Regions from separate parts of the Mus musculus genome. Here region 2 is linked to region 1. Evidence: chromatin contacts called from public capture Hi-C data. All regions are on one chromosome and are shown on one strand. The core of a region is the stretch at or near the end of the contact, and the rest is flanking DNA. Distances in the headings are between cores, read along the strand shown.

Region 1 (2,700 bases), core at 105-2,604:
GAAAACTAGAGATGCCCACTCCAGAACGAAGAATCTTTTATCCCAGGAGGGAAGATCCTTCATTTTTCTTACTTTTAGATATCCGATTTATGAATATACAAATTTTTTAAGTCTCCATGGTATCACTCAGAGTTGAAGCAGAACTTTTATATAACCATCCGGCTGCCTTAAGTGGATCAGCTATTGCTAGCTCACGCTTAAGACCTTTCATATCCAATAACAATAACTCAAATCTCTTAAGCTCATCAGCACAGATATCTTAGTGCTTCCAAAACAGCATTTCCTTCCATTCAATCTTAATCTCATCAAAAAAATATATTAAGAGACATACAACTTGCAGATATATGCAGGCCTCTTTGAAATTTTTAAATTAATTTACATACTGACCAGCATTTCCCCTCCCTCCTCTCCTCCTAGTCCCTCTCCCTCCTTTGCCCTCTTTCCATCCCCTATTTACACCTCCTCTGCCTCAATGGAGATAAACCAACCATAGCATATCAAGTTACAGTAAGAGCAAGCACCCCCTTCTGTTAAGGATAGACAAGGTAATCCAGTAAGGGGAAAATGTCCAAAAGGCAGGCAACAGAGACAACCTTGCCTCCACTGTTAGGAGCCCAACAAGAAGACCAAGTTTCACTACTGGAACATGTATGCCAAGGGAGTGGGTCAGTACCATACAGGGTCCCTGGTTGGTGGCTCAGTCTCTGTGAGTCTCTATGGGCTCAGGTTAGTTGATTCTGTGGGTTTTCTTGTGGTGTCATTAACCTCTCTGACCCCTACAATCCTTCCTCCTCGTCTTCCAGGAAATTTCTCAAGCTCTACCTAATGTTTGGCTGTGGGTCGCTATAGACACACTTTTAAACCATCTACCAGGCACAGTACTGGCCCCGGAAAAAAAGATCAGAGAGTTTAACATCTATAATTGTGTATGCCCAATTCAGTTCCCACCACCTTACAGGTCATAAATAAAAAATTTATTAAAATGCAGATAAAAATGTTTCTTAGTCACACTAGCCACAGCTCAAATGTGCTTGATGCTCATATGTTCTCAGATGATACTGCACCTGGACAGTGTGCATAAAAAAATCAGCCTAATTTAATAGACAAAAAGAAGGCAGTGTCCATGTTAGGGAGTATCCTGCTATTATAGCAAAATGCCGGATGTAATCAAACTCCAAAGAAGAAATTGTATTTGTCCTCACGGCTTTGGCTGTTTCAGAGTTTCAGATCAGGACAAACTGGCCCCATTGCTCTGAGATGGTGGTGGCACAGTCTGCCATTGTGGGAACATATGAAGAAAGCAGTCATTTTCCTCATGTTTGTAGAAAGTGAAAGAAAGGAATGGAAAGAGGAACCATATGCCTAATGTCCGCCTTGGGGAAATACCCCCTTGACCCTACTCCCACTTGGCCCCATCTCTTAAAGACTCTACAACCTAGAAGAGAGCTACAGGCCTCTGGCCTTGGGCCTTTGTAACAGAGTGGAGATGCTGTGATAGAGAAACACAGAATGCTACGAGGGAAACCTCTAGCTTGGACCTGACAACAGACCTAGAGATACAGAAGTTCTTGATGATACGGACACATTCTCATCATCAGACACTGTGCAAGTGGTTTCAAGACACAGGTACAGAATTCTAGAACCTGACCTTAAGACCTTCAAAGCACAGTCACAATCAGGTCCTCCAGAAGGGGGAGCTAAGGAACAGAGCAGGGCTTTCAGGACACAGATTGCTTAAAGGGGTAATGTTGACAAGTACAAACCAAACGAGAATTAGGCATGAGTTCTACTTACACCAACATACTTGGTAGAGACTATTCAAGCATGACTTTTGCCTACTGCCAACCAGCTCTCTGTTTCTTCTTCATCAGGCTACATAAATTCCTTTGTTGCCAGCTGGATGGGGAGGCAGACCTAAGTACATCTCCTGTCATCTTTTCATTACAGTTCTAATAACGTATATTTAAAAGGCGTGTCATGACATCTTCTACGTGTATCAGGGAGCGAGCCCTTACTCACTACCAGTAGTCTAAGCTGAGACTTAATTGTTGGATCAGCATCTGAGCTGTGATTAAGTAACACAGGCCATGAGTCATGTGTTAGGTAGAACAGCTGTAATATAAAACACGAACTACAGTTACAGTGAGTGATATGGAGGTAACAGGTTACAAGATTCACCTGCCCTACTTTACTCCAAGTCCAGACCCAGTAGAGTTTGAGAGATGCCGACATACAATGGCATAAGCTGCAGATATCAGTGGCATTTCCAGTCACTCTGTGGAAGGTTTCAAACAGGAAGATCAGTGAGGTCTTGATGTTCTAACCCAAGGATAAGAGGCATAGTGGGCGAGTTGCTAATAATGTCCTCAACTGTAAATCCAACAGTAGTAGAAACAGCAATGAAGGTAGCTGAGGCTAGAACACATTGAGATGGTATCATTAAAAACTGCAGGGCAGCGAGAAGGGAGTGAGTGATGAGAAGTAAGGGATCTGTATGCTAGCAAATCAGAAGGGAGTCTATTTGAGGGGGGTGAAATGGGGCAGCAAGGGAGTGATAGAAAATGTTATAATGAAGCCCAGTGCTCTGTATGCTAACTAAAATGATAATTAAAAAGAAAAGGAAATAGCAACTGCAGATATGGATGAGGCCTAAGAAAACACAGGTAAAGGCAACTAGGCAACGAAATTCAAAGGAGACTC
Region 2 (2,727 bases), core at 154-2,653, 370 kb before region 1:
CCCCAAGACTGATTGAACAGGGCTCAGCTCAGATACAAGAGTTATTTTCCAGGGTCAGTTTATATGAGTGAAGGCTACAGATTGGGAATTTGATGATGACGACGACTATTTAAGCCTCAGAATATGGTCAACTTGACCTTTCTTTCAGTCAAACTTTTTTTGAAAATGATTTTATCTTCTTTTTTTTTTCATTTTATTAGATGTTTTCTTTATTTACATTTCGGATGTTATCCCCTTTCCTGGTTTCCCCACTGAAGACTCCCTATCCCCTCCTCCCTCCATCTGCTCACCAACCAACCCACACTGGCTTCCTGGCCCTGGCATTCCCCTATACTGGCTGTGCCTACAGTCAAGCTGCTTTTGTGTCAAACAAGCTGGCAGGCATGAAACAAAAGTATTACAGCTGAGGTAGCAGGCTTCATCAAATCCAAGGAACAACAGACTCTCAGGCGCTCCCCTCTGACCACTTTCATACTGAACAAACAAAGAAGGGTGAGGTGGCTGAGTGACTCGCTTGTATCTCCTTGTGATTCATCTTCTTTCAGATGAGAGTGATTCCTAGTGACCCACTTGTAAGTCTACTAGACATAAAACATGCAGTGTTGCAATTTCTCTCTCTCCTGTGTGTGTGTGTTTGTGTGTGTGTGTGTGTGTGTGTGTGAGTGTGTGTGTGTGTGTGTGTGTGTATGCTTCTTTCTGGAAATTACATTAATAACAGGAAATAAAGTGCTCTATTTTAAGAGCTGGGGAAATGGAAAGCTATGAACAGTGCTGGGAGGAGCCCAGTTTCATCTTGTTTCCCAGGAAGACAGCACACTGTAAAACATCCAGCCCTGCTCAAGCTAGGAACTTACTTTAACCAGTTCTCTTGTTCCCCCCCCCCCGTTATTTTGTAAATACTACATTTTCTCAGCATTTAATAAGATTGCAATGCATTCTGGTGTACTTTTTTGAGTCATTTCTCTTTCTACTCAAAACAGAGAAACTGCATTTCCTGACTTGAAGATTTATAATCTGAACATTGTTGAGAAATTTCCACGGAGGTAAGTCTCTCCCCTTTTATATATAGAAGAGATAGCTCCATGAAACCCACAAGAACATAGGGGATCAGTGTGGTTCTTCCCAGTGGCTGGTGGGGTGAGCACAGATCGTTCAGCTGCCAGCAGGGCAGTGAACCTGCTGCAACAGGTTCTGATACCTCATTCAGGAAGATGACAGCATCTTTCTTTCTCCATGCTTCGAGCTTGAGGTAAGAAAACATGAGCTTTGATTAGTGCAGGTTATAAAATTAGCTTCCTAAGTATAAGTGTCAATGAATGGAAAACAAGAAGGCTTCAGTAGCCTGGGCTGGGCGGTGCAAGGGAATCTGGTGGCTGGACTGAGTAAAAGACAGTTTAGTGATATAAAAAATTACTGTGATATAATATTCAGTGAAATCATGCATTTGAATAAGGAGCTTCATCATCTGGTCTTATTTTAATATTAGACAGCATGAGAACTAGTGGACATGTGCAGTACAACGTTCCTAAGAATCACAAATACAGTTATTCAAATACTTCCTGTTTCAATATGCATATGTAACTCTTTCTTTCTCTCCCCTTCAAAAAAGGGAGTAAGAATAGTATTTAGTCACTGAGAGAAACTTTTTGTCATCATGAAAGTTATTCTTTGTGATAGGCTAAATTTTATTTATTTTTGTTTTTATTTTGTTGTCATAAAATATAGGGACTATGAAGGTCAGTTAAATACAATCATTTCTGTTGTCTATTTTGTCTACTTTTAGGATATTTTAAAGGCTTTCTGTATCCTCTGGCATAGGACTCCGTGTGTACTCAAACTTTGTAATTTAAATGTCAATTTGAGATTTGTACCTGGATTAGACCTATGTTGCTAAGTTTATCAGTTATCCTGCTCAAACTTTCCAGATTTTTCCAGATCTTTTTACCCTACTAACTCAGTAATGACTACACTGTCATATTAACTGTAAACCTGTGGGTTCTCCTTTTTATCTTTTTTAAAAAATTACAGATTTGTGTGCTCTCACAGATATTGAATGTATGTGATGTATATGTATGTGCATGGATACGTGTACTTGTGTGAAGATATATTCCATGTTTCAGTAGAGCTGTGAAATAATGACGAAGAACATGCACTATTATTAACTGAAAAATCCATAGTTAAAACTACCTTCTTCTAAGATGGGAGGGTTTATCTTTCTATGGTATTTAATAATAGTTTTGCCTTCGGTACTATTAAAGCTCCACTAATGTAGATAAATAGGATGTTCTTTAGTTTCTAGTGAATTTAATTTTAGATTTCTCTACTGTTGGGGAATCTTTTATAAACAACCTATAGGTAAATTTCTTAAATAACAATTGGCAGACCTTGTCATTGGACTGGTTAGCGCTCCCAGGGTAGAGTGGCAATCAGCAGAGTTTTGTTTTGCTTCTGCTACTGTTGTTTCACCCAGGATGTTCTTTATATTCTCTTCCGTCTGTCCCTCAACCTTGGTAATGTACTTCCTTTTAGGTGCACCTACTCAAGTTTGAAATTTTCATTATAGAAGAACTGTATTTTCTTTGATAAGTGCATTTTGCTTATATTCACCCTCTTCCCCCTTCCATAATCCCTTCCAGGGATATACTGCCTCCCCTACCCACCCAACTTGGTATTTCCTTTTATTTTTGAAACCCATCAAGGACATTTTCTGTTCAACCAACCAGGGGC

The links. Capture Hi-C pulls out chosen DNA fragments and counts their contacts.
Region 2: a capture Hi-C map of macrophages shows a contact between it and region 1, with 7 times the contacts expected there. The contact joins two enhancer-like sites. A contact is called at or near these places in 1 of 115 datasets of contacts at active chromatin or transcription factors (large pre-B cells) and 1 of 9 other capture datasets (macrophages).

What each region holds. Positions count from the first base shown.
Region 1 is chr1:173,429,190-173,431,889 of GRCm38.p6, reverse strand. The region is part of intron 2 of Aim2 (absent in melanoma 2); the gene reads right to left. Among named protein-coding and RNA genes, the nearest start is that of Aim2, 9.9 kb to the right of the region's middle. Within about 2 kb of position 1,354, at least 40 of the 459 cell types and tissues checked have an H3K27ac peak or open chromatin away from gene starts, as enhancers often do. A contact at or near this core is called in macrophages, where this site is marked.
Region 2 is chr1:173,800,812-173,803,538 of GRCm38.p6, reverse strand. It overlaps the pseudogene Ifi203-ps. Among named protein-coding and RNA genes, the nearest start is that of Ifi204, 35 kb to the right of the region's middle. Within about 2 kb of position 1,403, at least 29 of the 459 cell types and tissues checked have an H3K27ac peak or open chromatin away from gene starts, as enhancers often do. A contact at or near this core is called in macrophages, where this site is marked.